5 separate regions of the Mus musculus genome follow, and regions 1, 3, 4 and 5 are each linked to region 2. The links are chromatin contacts, called in public promoter capture Hi-C maps. All regions are on one chromosome and are shown on one strand. Each heading gives the region's core, a stretch centred on a gene start, on an enhancer-like site or on the middle of the called end of the contact. The rest is flanking DNA. Distances are from core to core; before and after follow the strand shown. Region 1 holds the start of Atat1 (alpha tubulin acetyltransferase 1). Region 2 holds the start of Gabbr1 (gamma-aminobutyric acid (GABA) B receptor, 1). Region 3 holds the start of Gnl1 (guanine nucleotide binding protein-like 1). Region 4 holds the start of Dhx16 (DEAH (Asp-Glu-Ala-His) box polypeptide 16). Region 5 holds the start of Mdc1 (mediator of DNA damage checkpoint 1).

Region 1 (4,390 bases), core at 106-2,605, 1.1 Mb before region 2:
CTAGCAGGATACTGGGAGCCTGGTAAGGGAATACAGAGAAAAGGGGACCAACTGTGGGCCATGGAGCAGGGCCTCCTAGAGCTTCGGGGTGAAGAGCCTTTTAGATCTATTCTGACTAATCGGTAAAGGTTGTTGGGTACCTGTAACATATGCTGAAAAAGTTCTCGCCCGTGGCCATGCCGTTGCACCGACTCGTGGATGTAAAAGTCCAGAATGCAAAGGGGTTCTACCTCATTGTGAGCCTCCCGGTCATCCTAAGAGGTCAAGAACACATACTCATTAGGAGCCATGCATCTTCTTCATTGTCTCCCACCCCGCCCCCATTTCTTCTCTGACACCAGTGCTTACAAATGGCTAGTTTGCAGTGACACTCACCAGTACAAAGAGCTTCTTGTATCCAACTTTGAGGAAACCAATAATGGCTCCTTTCCCTGCCCTGTGGGATGGGGGAAATAATGAACCAGGCAGGAGCAACTGTCTGGGAGAGATTGTAAAAGGGAGGTAAGAAGAGTTTGATTCACAGGGAATAATGACAGTAAGACTCACGGTCGGGCTGAGGTGTCCTTCAGTATGTAAATAACGTGCCGGTTGCTTTGCATCCTCAAAGCGCTGGTGATGGGTGCAGGGAGGTGCTGCGCCTGCAGAGATGAAGATCTACTTTGTTTGGCTCCTTATCTGCCACCCATCTCCCTTTCCTCCTCCTAGAGGCGCCCCGTACCTTGGCAGAAGCCTTGCCCAGCTCATCTACAATAGTCATGATTTGCTGCTGCAGATCCACACTACAGAGAGAGGGGCCCGGTCAGACACTCGCTAGGTTACAGCATCGTGTAAGTCATTCCTGGCAGCCTGCTTGGCTCCCACCCAGGCTCCTCCACAGGGTCTCTGACTTTGCTTGGAACTCTTCCTCACCTCCCACCTCACCTCACCCCTCCAGATCCCAAGCTTTGGTTTCACAGCTCCCGTGTTAAGGTTACTGTGACGCGGTAGGAAGGGCGGGTCAACTATAGCCTCTTGTTGAGGCCACATTAGGCCAGATGGTGAAAGGTTACAGATGTAGGTCTATTAACCCGGCTAGATCCAGGGTCAAAGGTCACCAAAACACAAGTAAGACCGCAGGAGAAATGGCCAGTAGTCAGTGAGAAGGGGGCGTGGTTCCTGGATCAGGTTTGGAGAGGAACCGGGACAGAAGGGCCATGGGTCGGGTTTGAAATGTCACCGGGCCGGCGTTGTGGTTCCGGGTCGGCGGGCCGGAGGCCGCAGGTGCTGGTCCAGCACGGTGATCCGCTCCGGGAACAGCGCATCCACATCGAACGGGAACTCCATGGCCCATTGTGCGGGACCAGACACGCCCCACACAACGTCACTTCCGCTAAGAGGGCCGGTAAGTCTTTATCTCTAGGACCCGCCCCGAGGGCTCGCCCCGCCCCCACCATGGTTTCACAGTGCCTGGGAAACCCCATTTTTCTCTAGCAACAGTTCTCCTTTTGTAGGTCTGTGCCCCTGAGATGCCAGGGCAACCAAGTATCCTGCCCTCCCAGTGAACAGCTGAGGGAACCTTCAGAAGAACCAGTCTCACACCCCTTGGAGTTGCGGGTAGACCACACTCCCACCCCACCTCATAGACTTCACACCCACGTTTTGAACAGACAGCCCAAAGGGAGTCAAGAACGGGTGAAGAGACACAGCTTTATTGTATAAAAGCTGAGCCAGGAGGTTTAAATCAGGGACACACCATCAAGGGCATACACAAGAGTCTCCAGTTTATATGTAAGTCCTCACCAGTTACCCATAAACATCTAGTCCCCCTCAACGTCAAATGTGCTTTGTTCTCTTCATGCCAGCCAGTTCCCTATAGGGTCTGCCACTGTCACAAAACAGAACCCTTTGCAGGACACAGGATACCACGTAGCCCTAGACAGTACTCCCTTGGTCTGACTTCCCCAGGTCACAAGTTCTAAGCACTCTGGGAGCCTGGCTGCTCAATGGAGGATTCTGCTGGTGGTGTAGTGGGCATCTCTGGCATCGACTCAGGTGGCGGGCCACTTTCTTCTAGGAGATTTCCTTGATAGAGTCGGCGAAGGCGAGACAGCTCTCTCTCTGGTGGCTGTTGCCAGCTGTACCATGGGTACCAAGGTTCACCTGACAACAGTGTGGGGGCTGGTGGAGTCACACTGACAGCTCCATGCACAGTACCAAAGTCAGCATCCCGGGGCTCAACCTGGGGGACGTAGTAACTGAGAAGACCTACGGGGTTAAAGGAAATAATGGTGGATGAGGAAGGGCAGGTCAGACTCAAGACAAGAAAAAGGCACTACAAGTCGAGGGACCAGTCATAACCACCAAGCACATTCCAGCAGCGCATACACAGCACACCCTGCCAAGGAGACAGAGAACAGGCAGGGCACTGCATGGGCTCTCCCTCCTCACTCATCCGTGCAAAGGTGCTGTATAAGCCAGGTCAGAACCAAGAAACACAAGACTGTCAAGATTCAGGAGACAGAGTAGTCTGAAGAAGGAATGTTCCTTCCTTGTGTTTCCTGAAAGATCATCTCAATATGTACTCTTAGTAGCCTGGAACCTACAGCTGTTACTTCCGAGTCCAGCAACTCACCCAACGTGGAAAAACTAGGAGTCTGCTGAGTACTTTCTCATAGACATGGGAGCACGTAAGCACCTCAGAAACCCTTGCCCCTTGCTCTCACTTACCACACTCCCTGGCTTTCTGGATGGCCTGGGTCAGCTTCTTGTGCTGCTTCATACAGACCCCTACGGAGAGAAACGTCAACCTGGACAGCGTCCCACACAGCAGCAAGTCTTCTACACAGAGACAGCTGACCATTTAATGCCCCAGGGCCCTGACCTGTATCTGCCTGGATGTCCAGCCACTACAGAGATGTCATGGAATGACAGAGCCTACAGATGGGCCAGAAGATGACTCAATGACAAATGTGGTTAAGGCTGACTTGGAAAATCCACAGAAAAAGATCTTATAAGAAGTGATTTCAAATTAGGGAATGTGACAGAGTAGCAATTATTCCCAGCTCCACTCTGTAGGCTGACAACAAAAAAACTCTGACAAAAGGGACATATCGCCGGGCATGGTGGCACACGCCTTTAATCCCAGCACTCAGGAGGCAGAGGCAGGCGGATTTCTGAGTTCGAGGCCAGCCTGGTCTACAGAGTGAGTTCCAGGACAGCCAGGGCTGTACAGAGAAACCCTGTCACACACACATACACACAAATTTATAGACTGATAGGTGGAAAACTTTACAAGGAAGCAAGCTGTTCACCTTTAAAAAAAAAAAAAAAGGTTGAGCCGGAGTCTATGTAGCCCTGGCTGTCTTGGAACTCACTATGTAGACCAGGCTGACCCCAAACTCACAGTTTAAGGCACGCTTTACCTTTTAAAGTACATTTAGACAGCCCTCACTCCTACAGGGAGGCTCTAAAACTTTAGTCTTTTGTCTACATTTAACTGTTTTATCGTAATGATGGTTCTCATTAAACAAAAACTTCTGTGTGCTATTATTTATAGGAGCTATCAAAGGAATGTCTACCTCCCAACCCCATAATAAGGAGCTCCACGGAAAAACTATAGAAGTCATAACAGGAGGGCCAAGCTAACCTGTGTATGGGGCGTGAAAGATGATACCCGTGTGTGCACAGACAAACTGTTCCAAGAGCTTCACATTCTGCAGGAGAGAGATAAACAAATGTGTGAGGGACTGGTCAAGACCTCTGTAGGCTAAGTGTGTCCCCCTTACACCAACACAGCCCTTTGTGGTAGCACAACCCATCAGAACTTGATGAAAAAGGAACACAGAAGAATGGAGGTTAGGGCCAGCCTTGGCTACATCTTGTTAGGTGTAATCCCAACACACAGGAGGCAGAAGACTATCTTTGAGATCAAGGCCAGCAAGTGCTACCCCCACCCTCCCGGAAAAAGAAAAGCCCAGCAAAGCAAAGACGAAGAGCTAGGGAGTGGTGGCGCACAGCAGTGCGAGGGAGGCAGAGGCAAGTGGGTCTGTGCTTTTGAGTGGAGTGAATTCCAGCACAGCAAGGGCTTTACAGAGAGACCTTGTCTCAAAAGACAAAGAGCCAAAAAAGCCCCCCAAAAAACAAAACAAAACCCTCACAGGGGCTCCTTCCTGCTCTCTGTCTCGCTCACCAATTCATTTCATGCACACATCCTATAATCTGCCAGTTTTGGAGAAGCCATGCTCCTAATGGTCCACCTTTGAGCAAAAATTAGGGATGGCCATCAAGGTCCAGAAATTACCCCAAAATGATGACTATGTAGTAAGTAATGCACTGGGCTGCTGAAGGTTATGGTAAGATACAGTGTGTAACTAAGAGCAACTTAAAAGTTCTAACTGCATCAAACAACCAG
Region 2 (4,634 bases), core at 208-2,707:
TTTAAAAGCTTGTGGGGCTTTTTTTTTTTTTTTTTTTGTATTTAGAACTGTGAGAGGGGGTGTACATATGGGTAGAACCTGTGTAAAAGCTGTCCTCCTGCCAGATAAGAGTTCTCTCTTTATCCAGATTTTCAGAAGTCCCCCAGGACATTCATGTAGGTAAAAACTTGTGTTTAATTATCTGAGCCTAGAACTTAATAGTCTTTTTTTTTTTTTTAATGGTCTGAATATGCAGCGAACTTTCTAGGAATGCAATTACAGTTCTGTGTGAGTTTAGGGAAGCTTGACTTTGCTACCAAGAGTTGCTCAACATTTCCTGAAGTCACTACATTGATGGCAACATGCCGGAGGTAGTTGAGTCACTGGCTATGCACCTGTATCAGTGTGTTGGTAGAAGTTTCATTTCTGTGACTCTAAGGAGAGGTGTAAGCATTTGCCTGCTTCGAGGGAAACGGCACTCACTCTAAAATACTGTTTATGTTGTAGCAAATTGCTATGCTCCTTCTTATAGATGGGGAAATATTTTGTTCTTTTTAGTCACGTGCATAGGGAAGTGATGTAATCTATGATTATTAGTTCGTGGTTTAGGAGTCATTACAAATACTTGTTCTAACATAGGGTTGAAGGTTGAGAGCCTTGGTTCTCCTGGGTCTCATAATACCTGCTTTCCACCCACCTCTCTGGAAGAACTAGCCAGCAAAGGAGTGCCTCCCCCAGCCCCCGCCACACTCCCTTTTTCATCTTTCTGTCCATCAAGTTATGGACAGACAATCGCAATGCAGGAGCTTTGGCTGTCAGACTTCTCTGTCAGGGCCTCCAGTTTACCCTTAGTCAAGAATGGCAGGTCTGGTCCGAGTGTTGATAATACAGGCTCATGCTCACGTAGAGGTTTTCTTTCTTTATGCCCTCTCCTTTCTCCATCTACCTCAGTATCTCTTCTGATGCCCCTGATCTCTTGCTCCCCGCCATAAGCTGGCAAGTAGCCTACTGCTGGACTAACGAGCCACCCGGGGCTCCCAGTTCTAGCTCTTCTATCCTATTTTTCTCCTAGTGCTCCCTCCACCATCGGCTGCCCTTTTGACCCTTGATTCTCCCTTCCCCTTCAAGGTCTGTTCCCCAGGCATATGACGTCTTCCCTCCTTACGCCAGGTCCAGATCTGTCTTCCTTTTGTACAAACACATCCTTTCTTCACCTTCATCCAGGCTCCTTGTCTTTGTGCCAGCTCCTCTGCTTTAGGCTTGGGTCCTATAACCCCCTACAGCCCCCCCTCCTGTCTCCATCAGTCTAGTCTGCGGGTCTCTCGGCAGCTCTTAGTCCCCCGCCTGCATGCGTGGTCGCCTATGTTCCCCTCCATCCTACCTCTACGCCCTCCCGCGCCGTGGGCGGTCTAGGGAGGGGCCGGGATCCGGGGCGGCTCCTGGGGCTCGGGTTGTGGGAGGCGCCCTCTCCGATCTCCCCCTCCCTTCCCCCCGCCCCGTCTTCCCCTGCACCCTCCTTCCTCCCTCCGCCCGAGAGCTTCCCCGGTCCCCGGCGCCGCCTCCTTCCCTCCCGGCACCGTGCTCTCGCGGCCGCCGTCGCCCCGGGGAAGGAGAGACGGGGGTGGGGTTTGCGGGTAGCGATCGCGAAGGGGAGAGACCCCGGCCGGGCTGGAGCCTGGATTCCTGTGGAAGAAGAACAGGGGGAGGGGAAGCTGGAGGACCGGGAGGGAGAACGGGGAGCCGCGGCCGGGCCTGGGCCCTTGAGGCCCGGGGAGAGCCGCGGAGCGGGACCGGCCGCCGAGGTAAGACCGGGGCCCCACGACCGGGGCTTGGCAAGGAGGCCGGTGGACGTAGGGTAGGGCCGGGGGGTGCGTGGGGTTCGGGTGCGAGAGGCGAGTGATGGGGTAGCGGGACCCCTGAGCGTGGGTAAGCTGGGCTAGCGCTAGCCACAGGGGCTGCTGAGAGGAGGTGGAGTCCCGGGAGGGTGGGGGGCCGAGGGAGGCCGGAGGAGGGTGGGGACAGGCGCTCTCTCCTCCTCTCCCCCCCAGCCCGTGCGGCTCCGCCCCCGCCTCCTCCGCGGGGCGCCCTTCGCGTCCCGAACCGCGCGGTTGGAGCCCGTGAGGTGCGCGGAGCGAGACCTGTCCGTCGGCTGGCCCAGGCCGCGGCCGGCGGGCTCCTCCGTGCCCTCACTGTTGCCTTTTCCTCAGATGCTGCTGCTGCTGCTGGTGCCTCTCTTCCTCCGCCCCCTGGGCGCTGGCGGGGCTCAGACCCCCAACGTCACCTCGGAAGGTGCACCCATCTCCGGCGCCCTGGACCTCTTCCACCCCACAGCTCGTTTCCTTGCACGTCTCCTTTCCTCATCACTCTTGCGGCAGGACCTCCCCCCGCCCCCATCCCTGGCATCCTGGTCCGCAGCCACTTCACAACTCCTGACCTCCTTTCTGTCACTCCGCATCACCACCAGCACCCATTTCCTCTACCTCACGTTGCTACACTACACCGTTTTTCTGTGACCCCGAATTATCTCAGCCCCACCTCCCTTTCCGGGCCCCACGTTACTACAGCGCCCCCCTTCCGTAGTCCACCTTGTTGCTTTGATGGGTTTGTGTGGTCCTTGTTCAGTGGGTTTGTGTGGTCCTCACCGGTATTCTCCTTCGGCCCTGTCCCTCATTTAAACCACCGAACATTATAGCCCTTAGGATTTCTTCTTAGATATTTGTCTCCATTATACTTCTTAACCGGTGGACTCTCGCACCAGCTTTAGCCCTAACCCACGACGCTGGGTTCTGCAGCTTGGGGTTCTTAACTGTTCCCACTCCCAGCTTCCAGTCGTGTGTCCCGTGTGCCCCTCCTTTTCTGTCCCCCTGCCCCAACCCCACCATTGACCACGCCCTGCTCTTCCCCCTTCCACTGCGCGCTGCCTTCCCGCTCCCACGGTTCCCCTGTGCCTCCCCATTCCCTCTCAGGTTGCCAGATTATACATCCGCCCTGGGAAGGTGGCATCAGGTACCGTGGCTTGACTCGCGACCAGGTGAAGGCCATCAATTTCCTGCCTGTGGACTATGAGATTGAATATGTGTGCCGGGGCGAACGCGAGGTGGTGGGGCCCAAGGTGCGCAAGTGCCTGGCCAACGGCTCCTGGACGGATATGGACACACCCAGTCGCTGTGGTGAGTAGCCTGGGAAGCCACCCACCATCCCTGCCCCCTTCCTTCAGGCCCTTCCATTCTCAGTTGCAGACCATCCTTAGTTGTTTTGCAAGTCAGCAATTTAAATCCAGTGGAACCAAATTCACAAATACGTTTAATGAATGAGTACTATGTAGGAGGAGGGGTGTTGCTGTGAGCAGCTAGTGGGAGGAAGCAAGCTAAGCAGCCAGCACATTCACTTCATCGTCTTCATGAGGATACTGATCATTGGGTGAAATAACTTTGATTTTTCATCTGAGTTATCCTTTGAGGTTCATTAATGAGAGATTATTTTTTAAGTTATAAGACGATTTCATTACATTTTCTGACACCTTTGTCTCCCACTCAATGACCATATAAGCCAGTTTAGTAGTAGTATAGACCAGCCATAATAAGAAAAGCAAATCTGGTCTTGCATCCAGGTTTACGTCCATCCACACATTTCAAAGGCAGAAGAGTACCCACTTTACTGTGCTGTTGAGCAGTATCTGTTTTGTGTGCTTATAGCTCCATCTTGAGTTCCTACAATAGAAATGCTATTTTTTTTTTCTGATAGGAATGTGAATACTGGGGGGGGGGGTAGGGCTGGGGAGAACGGGGAGGTAGGGAGGCACAGACATTGCACACCTGATTTCCTGTGGAGCAGGATGCTTGTGAACCCAGACCCAAACCTAATTCTCTGTACTCCCTAGGGGAAGGATCCTCTACAACTTGCCTTTTTTCTTATTTTCCTGTCTCTCCACAGTCCGAATCTGCTCCAAGTCTTATTTGACCCTGGAAAATGGGAAGGTTTTCCTGACGGGTGGGGACCTCCCAGCTCTGGATGGAGCCCGGGTGGATTTCCGATGTGACCCCGACTTCCATCTGGTGGGCAGCTCCCGGAGCATCTGTAGTCAGGGCCAGTGGAGCACCCCCAAGCCCCACTGCCAGGGTGAGGGGAACAGCTGCCTGCCTGCAGCTGATGAGGGTGCCTGCCCTAGAATGGGAGTGGGGTGGGAGTGGGTAGAGGGAATGGATGGTTGCTATGAAGAATGTCGGGGAGGAGTTTGGGAGGATGCAGGTGAAACCTATCTTTACACCACCCACCTGCCTCAGACTTGGTTCCACGGTCCTTTCTGTTGGGCTTCCCCCCACCCTCCTTTCCTTTAGTGTGTTCTTCCTGATTTCAAATCTTGGACCTTTTTTATTTTTCCTTCATTAATCTCAACTCCGCCCCCCTCAGCTTCTTAAAGTTAAAAAACTGCTCTCCCCACCTCCCTGGAAAAAACTACCCTCCCCCCCCACCCCCCGTAGACTTAGAACATCCTCTGTATCACTCTTCTAGGACTGGTCCTTTGCTATTCACTCTATAATGGAATTGCTGTAAATATTCAGAATTAAATCATACATTACATTTAGAAAAAGTCGGTGAGATATGGGATTGGAAACATGGAAAAAGCAAAAAAATTGGGGCAGAATGACCAGAAC
Region 3 (4,078 bases), core at 811-3,310, 1.1 Mb before region 2:
CACTTCGTTGATTTCATCTTTACACAGAATTCTGTGTTCATATATCTACAGGCCTCCGATTGCACTCAGATAGGGTCTCATGTAGCCTAGGCTAGCCGGTCTCAAATTTGCTATTGCAGGAGAGGCTGGCCAGGAACTCCTGATCCTTCCACATGTTAAGAACTTATGTTGACATTCTGTGAAAACCACAATGTCATAGCTACTGCAGCTTTTCACTAAATCTTGCTATGCCCTCTCACTTTGGTCTTGGTAGTGTCCCATTTAGAGCCTCTATAATGGAGAACATTTATTTCTACACACAAATAAAGACAGACCTAGGAGTTAATCTGGAAGGAAAGTAACATTTTGACAACACCGTATTTCCAAACGGTTAATATATGATCCCTCATTTAGGTACACACAATCCCTGGGCTTTTGTTTAAGTCTTTAGGGGTCCATCCCTTCTCCAGGGCTTAAAACATGAATCAGGGCCCAATTTCTCCTCACCTGACTTGGGATCACCAGGCTTCCCGTTAGCCATGGGGGGAGGGCCCAGAAGGCTGGGTGGTCCTAAGAGCAGACGTGAGAAAACAGCCATCAGAACGGTGCAAAGGACTGATCACCTCGTCCTTACGTGGTCTTATAACACTCAGTTTTTAACCAGGTAAGTCATATATCCACTCAGCAGTGCCGCAAACTCTCACCCCGTCCATCTGCCCGTCCCTCTGCAGAGTTGTTTGAGAGTCCATCAGAGGGTAACAGAGGTCTCTAACAGCTCTTTCCTCACAGTGCTGCATCCACAACATGCCAGTGATTCCACGTACCCCAATCCCTCACCTTAACTGTTGGCCCATCATAGTTTTTTTCTCCTCTCCTTCCCTCGGGGGAGTAGTTCACAGAAGGTTGACCTAACCAGTGGAAGTGTGGTCACAAATTGTCTTCCCGATCATCACAATCTGTAACATCGCTGCCACCCCTCTCCCCCCGCCATTCTGCGGTTGCGCAAGCCAGATGTTTAGCCGAGCCGCCACCTCCCCTGCCTTCTCCAGAAAGGATTAGGAGCCAGATTGAGGTTGAGGGTTCAAGCAAGCGAAGCCCTCAATCCAGGTTCCACCAGCATCCCTCCCCCACCACGTCCCACCCCACCTCCACGCGTGCGCCCTTCCTCCTTCCGTTGGCACCTCCTCCCCCGCATTTCATTCTATCCTAGCCCCCTGGCCGGCTGACAGGCGTGTGCACGCCCTGCCCCTCACCCATGGGGCGCTCATCCTCCTCATCTCCAGGCTCGTCCCGCTCAGACAGTGCGAGATGTTGCTGCTGCTGCGGCAGCGGCGGCGGCTGGTCCTGCTTCTTTCGTTTCGGCATAGCGGCTGCGGCAATGGCTGCAGCAAGATTTGGAGGGCAGTGAGGAAGGGGCACACTAGCTTTCCTTCCGCTTCCGGGTGGGCGATGGGCCGGGTGACCGAGGCGCCCACCATGCCACTTCCGGGAGGTCGTGGATGTGCCGCGGCCGTTCGCTCCTACAAGGTGCCTCGCTCACCCCGCCGCGCGCGTGGGGAAGCTTTGCTCCCCCTTGTGCAGTTCCTCTCCACGTGGGAAAGCACCACCCCATTCCAGTGAGACACCGGACAGGCTTCGGGACTCTGGCGGCACGCGAGAGGCCTGTCGCATCCTAAGGTCGCCACATCCGGGCCCCAGTTACCATGGCAACAACTACAGCCACAACTCCGTGCTCTCTGACCTCTCTCCAAAAGTCCTTGTCCCGCTCGCTTTTCCTCCTCACCCGCGCTCGCACGTGTGGCCAGTGAACCTGCCTCTTCCGCAATCTCCTTACCGAGTCCTGTTGCCGCAGGCCAGTCCACGGGGCAGCCAGTCCACCGGGCAGCCAGCGCAGTCCCGGCTCTCCCGCCAGGGGCCATCCTCTCCAGGCGGCCGCGCGGTGGGGCGTGTCCTCGCCCCGTCGCCCGGCCCCCGCCAGGTGAGTGGCAGCTCCCGGGAGCGCCGGGCGGCGGTGACACGCGTCCCCCCTCCCGCGACTGCCACTTGGTAGCGCCCGTGACGGAGTCGGCTCGGGCCTCCCACGCGCGTCTCCCGCTCGCCGCACCGTGCATCCCGGACCCGCGGACTCTCACGTGCCGCCGCTTGCATCCCCGCCGCCCCGCTCCCCGCTCCCCGCCGCTCGCTGCTGACGTCACCGCGGCCCCGCCTCCCCAGGGCCCCGGGCCGCCGGCGGGGGCTGCCCCGGGGAGTCAGTTGCGGCGGCGGGGAGCTCGGCGGAGGGCGGGCCGGGGCTCCGGGGCCATGCCGAGGAAGAAGCCCTTCAGCGTGAAGCAGAAGAAGAAGCAGCTGCAGGACAAGCGGGAGCGGAAGCGAGGTCAGGGAGGGGGCGGGGCCGCTGCGCAGCTCTGGAGGAGGGCTGTGCCGCGGCACCGCGGGCGGGGGGTGGGTGGGTGGGCTCTCGCGATCCCGCGTGGGCTGCCACGGTGGGGGTTTCCCGCAGCGGCGGGACGGGGAGGGGTGGAGGGTGGGGGATGGGAAACTCTGCTTCTGCTTCTGCTGCTGCTGCCACAGGGCGCTGTGACGACCTCCAGGCCCATCCGGGACGGGGTTGGGGCGCGCGGTTGGGAAGATGGAGCCTCTGGAGAAGTTGGGTCGGCTGAAGAAGAGCTTGTCCTACCGGCTCGGGGGGCTTTAGGTCCCCTAAGAACCGGTCTACACCGGCGTCACCGGCCCCTCCCCTCAGGGCTCCAAGATGGGCTGCGCTCCAGTTCCAACAGCCGCAGCGGTAGCCGGGAGCGGCGGGAGGAGCAGACGGACACGTCGGATGGGGAATCCGTGACCCATCATATCCGCAGGCTCAACCAGCAACCTTCCCAGGGCCTGGGGCCCAGAGGCTACGACCCCAACCGGTAAGCCAAGGAGAAGGGCGCTGGCCGCAGTTTCCCCGCCCTCACCCTTAGGAAAAGCTTCCGATGAAGGATTGAAAGTGGAACTAGTGAGGCTGGAAGCCAAGGAAGGTGGTTCTCCCTGGATGGGCCACAATCTTTCTTGCCTTCCAATGGGGACTGTCAAGAGTTTGTTTAGAGGAGACTTGAACAACCAGGAGAGGAACCTTTGCAGTTTTGTGGTCAGAAGAGGAGATTGTTTGTCACAGGACTCCACTAGATGTGTGGTCCCTTTCCCCTTAGATACCGGCTGCATTTTGAACGGGACAGCCGGGAGGAGGTGGAGAGGAGAAAGAGAGCGGCCAGAGAGCAAGTGTTGCAGCCGGTCAGTGCTGAAGTGTTAGAGTTGGATATCCGGGAAGTGTATCAGCCTGGCTCAGGTGAGTGGGGGCTACTTGTGTATGCCATCAGCCTGGGGAACTTGCTGGCCAGAGAAGGGGTCCAGAAAAAGTCCTCATGCTTATCCGGTCTCTTTCCTTGTTTCCCAGTCCTGGACTTTCCCCGGCGGCCTCCTTGGAGTTATGAGATGTCCAAGGAACAGCTAATGAGCCAGGAGGAGCGGAGCTTCCAGGAATACCTTGGGAAGATACACGGGGCATACACTTCAGAGAAACTCAGCTACTTTGAGCACAATCTGGAGGTGATGGTGGCGTGTTTACTGAGTCGACATACTGTGATCTTAGTGTCCTGGTTCAGGCAGCAGCCAAACTGAAGACAGTCTCTCTTCTGATCTTTTCAGACATGGAGGCAGCTGTGGCGGGTGTTAGAGATGTCTGACATCGTCCTGCTCATTACTGACATCCGACATCCGGTGAGGACTTTGAAAGGTTTGCAAGGGGGAAAGGGGATGATTCTAGTATGAGAGTGTTCTGAGGCAGGAATTGGAAGGCAGAGAGATCTTTGTTTGTTTGTTTGGTTGGCTTTCAAGACAGGGTTTCTCTGTATAGCCCTGGCTGTCCATACTGGTCTACAAAAGTGAGTTCCAGGATCTACAAGGAGATCCACCTGCCTCTGCCTCCCGAGTGCTGGGATTAAAGGCGTGCGCCACCACGCCCGGCCAGAGAGCTCTTTTTACACCTTTTGGTGGGTGTGTGTGAAAGGCTCTGATTTGCAGGTGCTTGCCATCCCACTTGTAGACGGTATGCTTGGAATTG
Region 4 (4,401 bases), core at 1,446-3,945, 1.2 Mb before region 2:
GATGGTTGTGAGCCACCATGTGGTTGCTGGGATTTGAACTCGGGACCTTTGGAAGAGCAGTCAGTGCTCTTAACCACTGAGCCATCCCTCCGGTCCCTTTTGGGACCTCTTGCTTGGGATTGTTTGGCCTCAATTACCCAAACAGGAATGACTTCAAGCATGTACTGTCCTGTCCACTTAGGTGCCTGAACCTGAGCAGATATAACTTATGCCGTATGTCATCCAATAGAAATACCAACAGCAGAGACGAGAATATCCAAGTTATACTTTATTCACAGAGCTTGCATCTGACCAGGCAGTGGATCCTAAAATAACTGCTTTCCATCTTCTCTCCTGCCACAGGCTTTATAGGAAGCAGAGAAAAGGAAACAAAAACCATCCATTATTCCAGAACTCAAGTTCTGTCGCTGGTCAGGTGGTCAGTCACATTTCTGAGATCTGAGACATCCATGCCTGTCCACTTTCTGAAGCTCAGAGAACTGAGTTAGTGTTTGTTGGAATCTTCTCCTGCAGTGTCATCTCATCTGTGTTGGGGAGGGGTTAGCTCACAACAAACCATTAGCAGTAGGTATGTGCCAAGCTGTTAGCAACACATACCTGGATTGCTTTTTAAAATGTGGAGTGTTTTGTTTTGACTTTATCCATTCTACTCGCTCCCCATCAGTAGGAAATAAAATCTACTTAAATTGCCTATTATTATTATTATTATTGTTATTATTATTTTGGTTTTTTGAGACAGGGTCTCTCTGTATAGCCCTGGCTGTCCTGGAACTCACTCTGTAGACCAGGCTGGCCTCGAACTCAGAAATCTGCCTGCCTCTGCCTCCCAAGTGTTGGTTAAAGGCATGTGCCACCACTGCCCGGCTTTTTTTTTTTAAGATTTATTTATTTTATGTAAGCACACTGTAGCTCTCTTCAGACACTCCAAAAGAGGGCATCAGATCTCCTTACTGATGGCTGTGAGTCACCATGTGATTGCTGGGATTTGAACTCAGGACCTTCGGAAGAATAGTTGGTTGAGCCATCTCTCCAGTTTGCCTCTCATTATTTTTGATTGTACATAAATTACACATTTCAGTCAAGTGTGATAGTACATGTCTATAATCCCCACACTTGGGAAGTAGGAACAACAGGATCAAGAGTCTAAGGTTGCTGGGCGGTGGTGTCGCTCACCTTTAATCCCAGCGCTTGGGAGGCAGAGGCAGAAGGATTTCTGAATTCGAGGCCAGCCTGGTCTACAGAGTGAGTTCCAGGACAGCCAGGGCTATACAGAGAGACCCTGTCTCAAAAAAACAAAACAAAAAACAAACAAACAAAAAGAGTTCAAGGTTGCGGGGGTGGGGGGTGGGGGGTAGGGAGGATACTGGGGTGGGGAGGTGCCCTCTCAGAGGAGAAGGGGAATAGGGGGAGAAACTCTTTCAGGGGGGACCAGGAGGGGGCAGCTTTGAGGATGTAAGTAATTAAGTGCGTAAGTAAATAAATAAATAAATAAGAGTTCAAAGTTATCTTTAGCTATGTAGTACATACAAGGCCAGCTAATTGTACATGAGTCCCGTGTTTTTTTGTTTTTTGTTTTTGTTTTTTAAATGGTGAACTGGAGAGCTGGCTTCTCAATTAAGAACACTTAGGTTTAACTCCCAGCACTCACGTGATGTCTCAAAAACACCCCTAACTACATTTTCAGGAGATCCAATGCCCTCCTCCAGATTCTGAGTGGTATACATACTTGCAAGTAAAATGCCTACACACACACACACACACACACACACACACACACACACACACCCAATAGAGGGGCTGGAGAGATGATTCAGTGGTTAAGAGCACTTGCTGCTCTCAGAAGACTGGTGTTTGGTTCCCAGCACCTATATCAGGCAGGTCCCAACCACCAGTAACTCCAAGTTCAGAGAGACACAATATCTCTGACCTAAAAGGGCACACACACACACACACACACACACACCACACACACACACACACATACTGTGCAGATAAATTCATGCAGGCAAACCCACATGCACATTAAATAAATAAATATTAAAATCTTATGATACCCAAACTCCCACCTAAATGTATTTATTATGTACCTTTAGTTTTTGTTGTTTTAATTTTTAATATTTTAAGTTAGGCCGGGCGTGGTGGTGCACGCCTTTAATCCCAGCACTCGGGAGGCAGAGGCAGGCAGATTTCCGAGTTCGAGGCCAGCCTGGTCTACAAAGTGAGTTCCAAGACAGAGAAACCCTGTCTCGAAAAACCAAAAAAAAAAAATTTATTTTTAAAAAAATTAGGTGTATGTGTGTTTGTGTATGAGCACGTGCACACAAGTGCAGGTGTCAGAAGAGACCAGAGGTGGTAGATCCTCCTGGATCTGGAGATATACGTGGTTGTTGGTGAGGGATGTGGGTGCACCGAATCGAACTCGACTTCGCTGAGCCGTCTCTCCAGCCCTTTGTTATATATCTTGTTTTCCTAACCCTGATTTGTACGTCTTTTATTTATCCCAGCTGTGGGAACTAGTTAGTCATCACTGACAGCTTGTATTGATAGAGAACTGCACCCGCGCACAGATCATTAGGGGGCGACGGAGAGCTTGGACGAGGCTGTGCATGAAAGCCTCTTGCACTTAGCGTCGGGAAAGAGGCTGCGCGATTTGAACCCGCCCAGCCACCGTCGATCCCTGGCCGGAAGAGCGCGACTCTTTCCGGGTTTCGCGGTCTGTGGAATTGGAGTCTCTACGGCAGCCGGAGCGAGGCGGTAGTACCGCAGGCTCTGTCCCCGCCGCAGTCCTGGCCGTTCCGCGGTTGCGCGCCCGGAGCAGGACGCGTCGCCATGGCGACGCCGGCGGGGCTGGAGCGGTGGGTGCAGGAGGAGCTGCACTCGGTGCTGGGGCTGAGCGAGCGGCACGTCGCGCAGTTCCTGATCGGCACCGCACAGCGCTGCGCCTCCGCCGAGGAGTTCGTGCAGCGCCTGCGGGACACCGACACCCTGGACCTCGGGGGGCCGGCGCGGGACTTCGCCCTGAAGCTCTGGAGCAAGGTGTGTGCCGCCGGGGCAGGCCACTCACAGCCGAATTGGCTCGTACGCAGTGTGGCTGTCTATTCTGTGATAGCCTGCAACTTTCAATATAGTACACAGGCTGGCTTAGAACTTGCAGCGAGCCTCCCTGGTAGTGGGGTGACAGAGAGACCTTTCATTCTTGGTTCCGCCCACCATTTAATTTTTTTCCTCTGTTATCTAGATATCATGCTAGGTGTTGGGTGTATACAGGTCTGTGGAGAAGACTCGAGATGGGGCTCTACATACATGTTTAAGCTAGAGCCATTGTTAGTTACAGCACATACCCCAGGCCTAAGGATGTAGCTCAGTTGGTAGAATGTTTGTCTAGCATACAGTAAGCCTTGGATTCAATCCCCAGCCCTGGGAAAGAGTCACTGAGAACAGAGCTAGGAGAATTAGCATTTAGGAAATAGGATCGAGGCTGGGGAGGGATGGCTTAGCAGTTAAGACCCCTTGTGCATCTGGAAGACTTGAGTTCAGTTCTCAGCAACCAGGCCTAGTGGCACACAACCATCTGTAATTCCAGCTCCAAGGAGATCGGAGGGCTTCTGGCCTTTGCCAGGTACCCCATACACATAAATAAATGAAAAATAAATCATGAAAAGAAAATGGGTTTTAGAACATAAACTACTTAAGCTCAGAACCAATACTTTAAAAAAAAAATTCTATCGTGGGGCAAGAAGAGATGGCTCAGGGATTAAGACCACTTGCTGTTCCTCTAGAGGAACCAGGTTCAATTTCTAGAACCCACGTGGCAACTCACAACTGTAACTCCAGTTCTATGAGATTCAGCACCCTCACACACAGCTCACGTTGCAGGCAGAACACCAGTGCACATAAAAATAAAAGTAAGTCATTAAAGTTAGGAAGAAGTTTTAGTTCGTGCATATGCCCGTGTGAGGCTGTGAGCGTACAACCTGTGAGAGCTGGTTCTTTGCCTCCACCACGGGATGGCTTTCAGTAATCATTTGCTCAGTGGATTCCTAGAAGGACGTTCAGAAGCTGCGGAGCCCTGTTGAGCTATGACCGTAGAACAAGACCACGAAGAAGAGAAAGATGGAGACAGGCTTTAGATATAGTAACCGGTTCGTAGGCAAATGAGGGTACTGAGGTCAGGAGCTGTCATATCTACCGGCAGGTGCCACGGAAGGCTGTGGTGGAAAAGCCAGCTCGGGCAGCTGAGCGAGAGGCCCGAGCCCTGCTAGAGAAAAACCGTTCTTATAAGTTGTTGGAAGACAGCGAGAGCGGCGAGGAGGCAGTGGGTAGTAACGGGAGCAGCCTCCAGAAGAAGCGGAAGAGACGGAAACACCTCAGGAAGAAACACCAGGAGGACGAGGAGGACGA
Region 5 (4,119 bases), core at 792-3,291, 1.2 Mb before region 2:
CTTGCTTGAAGCAAGGGGATTTGTTTGTTTTTCCAGTTAAATGATTTTATTCATTAGGTGAGTCTGTGGCAATGTGCTGGAACTGAGCAGGAAGAAGGGAGTTGATTGAATGGGCTCAAGTTAGAGGCCTTAATGTTCTCTTTCCAGGGTTTCGAAAATTACTAAGTATCCTCAAAGCTTTAAAGGGATACAAAATGATTAATTAGAGCAAGAGTGGTTCACATGATTAGTCCCCGAATTCTGACTAGAAGGCAAGGGAAGTTCAAGGTCAACACCGGCTACCTAGAGGCTACCTAGACAGCTTGAGGTACAAGCTTTAGCTTCAGTCTCTAAATGAACAAATAGAAAGGAAAAATTAGATTGTGCCTGCCCAAACTCCCAAGAAATACGGATATTGAGACAGAAGGATCATTGCACTTTGGAGGCTAACCTAGTCTACAAAATGAGAGCCTGTCTTGGAAACACAACATACGTGGGGCTAGAGAGATGGCTCAGCAATTAAGAGAATTTGCCCTTCTCAGAACAGGTTCAATTTCTGTCACCCATAGTAGTAGTACACAGACATACATGCAAGCAAACTACCAATACACATAAAAACCTCTTTTAAAAAGAGAAACAACAACAACAAAGGGAAGGGTCTAGTAAGCAGTATCTAGAATGTAAGCAGTATCTAGAATGTAGTAAGCAGTATCTAGAATATAATCGTGTTGTACCAGTGAAAGGAAGGAGGATCCCTGTGAGTTCAAGGCTGACCTGCTAAGTTAGTTAGTTCGAGGTTAGCGGAGGCACATAGTGAGACCCTTCTTTGGCTTAAAGAAAATGAATCAAAGACATGCAATCAACATACAGCTCAAGTCATCTTTTAAATAAAAGAACATTTAACCGGGTAGTGGTGGTGTACACCTTTAATCCCAGCACTTGGGAGGCAGAGGCAGGCAGATTTCTGAGTTCGAGGCCAGCCTGGTCTACATAGTGAGTTCCAGGACAGCCAGGGCTACACAGAGAAACCCTGTCTCGAAAAACAAAAAACCAAAACAACAACAACAACAACAAAGAACATTTAAGTTACATCAATACTCCTTTATTCATTAAAAATATTTCAATTTTGGTTATGCCAACAATGAAAGCGATTATTGATTATTTCGTGCTACTTGAATTTGTCTCATTTACTTTAGGAACACGGATAAGTCATCCAACTTAAAGCTTCAAACGTCTGGCGATTTATTATGGACATATTGAAAAAACCAACGGGAAAGAACTATACAAGCCACTTTCCTGGAATACCTTCATGTTTTATTATAATGAAATAAATTATTTTATTATACTTTTCTCCTCTTTTGAAAGACGACGACAGACTTTGAGGTTTTAGCAAAACAGCTTGCTGTATTTAGGATCTTCCATTTAGGAAGATGACCTCAAAATGTCCGTCATTGGCCAGGCGTGGTGGCACACGCCTTTAATTCCAGCACTCGGGAGGCAGTGGCAGGCGGATTTCTGAGTTCGAGGCCAGCCTGGTCTACAAAGTGAGTTCCAGGACAGCCAGGGCTATACAGAGAAACCCTGTCTCGAAAAACCAAAAAAAAAAAAAAAAAAAAAAAGTCCGTCATTTTATACATTAATACGTACATACATAGATGTGGAAGAAAAGCAAGTAAACAGTCCAAATCAAACGGAAATAAAATCCCTCTGCAATAGGGAGTTCTAAAGTGCCACGCCTACAGGGTGTTTTCCAATCTGCAGCCTCCAGCCACGACTGCTGCCTGCAACCCCCCATTTCTCGTGAGTCAGCTGGCGCCATTTCTGGGATGACCGAGAAGGGCGCTCTGGCCTTGGAATGACTTCTATGATAGAGCCCTTCTAGCCGCCGCCGGTAACTGGCGCCAGACTCTCTGGTAGGCGTTTGGAAATCTGCGCGGGAAGTAGTCCGTGGATGACGTAGCGACGGAGGGTTGGCCTAGGGCACTACCCAATCACGGTGCGGGATTCTCAGGCCACACCCTCCTGATTAGCGTTTTCTTCAGCCTGTTTCCCGCCGGTAGCCGCACATTTGAGCTGTGAGGAGGTGAGGCAGGGGCGGGGCTTCCGACTTGAATCAATCGGCGCGCTTCCAGCAGTAAAAGACAGTTCCAGGAGCCAATCAGCCCACCGACTCTCTTCCGGGATTCGCACTCCCGCCACCTGGTAGCGGCCGTTACTGGTGGCGCGCGCGCGCGGATTCAGTCGGTGAGTTCGGCAGCCCGCGCCCGGGTTACCATCTTTGATTCCTCCTGAGGGCGGGAGGGGCGTGCCCTAGGTGTCACTGGGCTGAGGTAATTTGGGTTGCGGTTTTAGGTTTTTTTATGCTAATCCTTGCTTGGCGCCCTGGCCCGGGTGTAGGTTTGGTGACACGGAAACCTTAGGCCACGAGGGAACGAACTCCAGCGTAGGTACCAAAGATGGTTGCCCTTCACTTGGAGCAAAGGGTCGTAGGCGTCTGCTGGGTTGGCAGGACGGAGTTTACTTCTTGGGGTACACTACTTTTCCTTTCAGCGTTTTCCCCGTGTGTGACATCTTTATAGGTAAAATCCACCCATGCAGTTTTGAATTTCTGTCTCTAGTTTGTCTGTTAGTAACGCCGGCTATGTAGTTACCATGAGAGCAGGATTCATTTTGAGGATGCATGCCCAAATACTGACCGGTACCAGGTGTGCATAATTCCTGCAGAGTAAATAGGACGGACCCGAGTAGGGGAGGTGGGGATGTAGATACAGTTCCACCCGTACTGATCTGGAAAGAGATGTCAAAGACAGAAAGGGGGCCGGGCGGGCGTGGTGGGGCACGCCTTTAATCCCAGCTCTGGGGATGCAGAGGCAGGCAGATTTCTGAGTTGGAGGCCAGCCTGGTGGTCTACAGAGTGAGTTCCAGGACAACCAGGGCTACACAGAGAAACCCTGTCTCGAAAACAAGCAAACAAAGACAGAAAGGGTCTTGCCAAGGAGCTACTTTAATTCTGTGAACTTAGCAGCCACGAGAAAACGCTAGGAGTGATTTAGAGACGGTCCTTAACCCATCTATGTTGACGTTTCTCATCTGGGAAAAAAAAAAAAAAAAGAACAACCATACTTTTACAGGGTTCTTCTCAAGAACAAATGAATCAGTCAACCTAATGTGTTAAAACTGTTTAACATATAAACCCCTCTTTATATGTTAGCTTCTCTGGTTCTTTGCACTTCAAGCTGAAGTATGCTGATGAGAGTGTATAAACTGGGGGCTTTGTGACTCATTTCTATTTACATGCTGTGTTATTCTGAGCAAATCAATTTTTGGAGTTATTACTTCCCTGTCTCGTTTGGCTATTATGCCTGATACAACACAATACTCAATAGAGGATTATGAAATCAATTAGGGAGTGGTAGATGGGCTTTTAAAAACTAGAACATGTACAAGACCCTAAGTTTGATCATCACTAGTTTTCCTGTGTGTGTGTAATATCTGACCCATCAGATCCCATTACGCATGTCTGTGAACCGTGTAGTTGCTAGGAATTGAACTCAAAACCTCTGGAAGAGTAATCAGTGCTCTTAACAGATGAGCCATCTTTCCAGGCCCAGAAACAGTATATTTCACATACCATTGTTTCTCAAAGCCCATACCCTCACACAGGTGAGTGCGTGGCTCCAAGGAGGGTGTCAGATACCCTGGAATTTGAATTACAAACTGTTGTGAACCAGTGTGGGTTCTGAGAACTGAACCTAGGTATTCTAGAAGAGCATGCAGTGCTTTTAACCACTGAGCCACCTTGCTGGTTTTTGTTGTTGTTGTTTTTTAAAGGGGTCTTACTGTGTTGTCCATGCTAACTTGGAAGTCTTGGACTCAAGCAATTACATTGTTTCAGCTGCCCTCAGCTGGAACTGTGGGTATACACCACCTCAGTCCAGCTTACCATGTTTTTTTATGCTTTAAACGAAGTACCCATCTGTGGGCTGAGGCTATAGTTTGGTGGTAGAGCATTTGTTTTGGTGTGGGAGGCTCTAGATTCAGTCTGTAGTATCTAAAAACAAACAAATCCCATAAAGTATCCCTTTCTATATAATGGTATACTTTGTGTCATGGCCAGAAGTATAAATATGTACGTGTTCC

Evidence for each region. Promoter capture Hi-C pulls out the DNA fragments that hold promoters and counts their contacts.
Region 1: a contact with region 2 is called in a promoter capture Hi-C map of hippocampal neurons, with 3 times the contacts expected there. The contact joins the promoter of Atat1 here to the promoter of Gabbr1 in region 2. A contact is called at or near these places in 4 of 39 promoter capture datasets (cranial neural crest, embryonic stem cells, hippocampal neurons and 1 more) and 3 of 115 datasets of contacts at active chromatin or transcription factors (astrocytes and embryonic stem cells).
Region 3: a promoter capture Hi-C map of embryonic stem cells shows a contact between it and region 2, with 2.5 times the contacts expected there. The contact joins the promoter of Gnl1 here to the promoter of Gabbr1 in region 2. A contact is called at or near these places in 11 of 39 promoter capture datasets (the 3T3-L1 cell line, 3T3-L1-derived adipocytes, cranial neural crest and 6 more), 2 of 484 Hi-C or Micro-C datasets (cortical neurons and embryonic stem cells) and 2 of 115 datasets of contacts at active chromatin or transcription factors (astrocytes and embryonic forebrain).
Region 4: a contact with region 2 is called in a promoter capture Hi-C map of hippocampal neurons, with 4 times the contacts expected there. The contact joins the promoter of Dhx16 here to the promoter of Gabbr1 in region 2. A contact is called at or near these places in 2 of 39 promoter capture datasets (cranial neural crest and hippocampal neurons) and 1 of 115 datasets of contacts at active chromatin or transcription factors (embryonic stem cells).
Region 5: a contact with region 2 is called in a promoter capture Hi-C map of cranial neural crest. The contact joins the promoter of Mdc1 here to the promoter of Gabbr1 in region 2. A contact is called at or near these places in 3 of 39 promoter capture datasets (cranial neural crest, embryonic stem cells and hippocampal neurons) and 4 of 115 datasets of contacts at active chromatin or transcription factors (astrocytes, embryonic stem cells and pancreatic cancer cells).

What each region holds. Positions count from the first base shown.
Region 1 is chr17:35,908,713-35,913,102 of GRCm38.p6, forward strand. Atat1 (alpha tubulin acetyltransferase 1) reads right to left here and starts at 1,356. Exons shown (of 13, transcript NM_001142744.1): 1 at 1,217-1,356; 2 at 719-779; 3 at 547-638; 4 at 376-436; 5 at 141-254. The coding sequence starts at 1,323. It overlaps Mrps18b (mitochondrial ribosomal protein S18B), which reads right to left. Exons shown (of 7, transcript NM_025878.2): 5 at 3,626-3,692; 6 at 2,707-2,766; 7 at 1,668-2,244. The coding sequence ends at 1,955. Gm16279 (predicted gene 16279) reads left to right here and starts at 1,023. Exons shown (of 2, transcript NR_167681.1): 1 at 1,023-1,381; 2 at 1,491-1,808.
Region 2 is chr17:37,044,509-37,049,142 of GRCm38.p6, forward strand. Gabbr1 (gamma-aminobutyric acid (GABA) B receptor, 1) reads left to right here and starts at 1,458. Exons shown (of 23, transcript NM_019439.3): 1 at 1,458-1,781; 2 at 2,187-2,268; 3 at 2,946-3,149; 4 at 3,913-4,098. The coding sequence starts at 2,187.
Region 3 is chr17:35,977,895-35,981,972 of GRCm38.p6, forward strand. Gnl1 (guanine nucleotide binding protein-like 1) reads left to right here and starts at 2,061. Exons shown (of 12, transcript NM_008136.2): 1 at 2,061-2,353; 2 at 2,723-2,888; 3 at 3,168-3,304; 4 at 3,413-3,564; 5 at 3,664-3,735. The coding sequence starts at 2,281. Prr3 (proline-rich polypeptide 3) reads right to left here and starts at 1,401. Exons shown (of 4, transcript NM_145487.4): 1 at 1,233-1,401; 2 at 487-549. The coding sequence starts at 1,344.
Region 4 is chr17:35,877,083-35,881,483 of GRCm38.p6, forward strand. It overlaps Dhx16 (DEAH (Asp-Glu-Ala-His) box polypeptide 16), which reads left to right and starts at 2,696. Exons shown (of 20, transcript NM_026987.2): 1 at 2,696-3,036; 2 at 4,196-4,401. The coding sequence starts at 2,830.
Region 5 is chr17:35,839,457-35,843,575 of GRCm38.p6, forward strand. It overlaps Mdc1 (mediator of DNA damage checkpoint 1), which reads left to right and starts at 2,042. Exons shown (of 16, transcript NM_001010833.2): 1 at 2,042-2,223.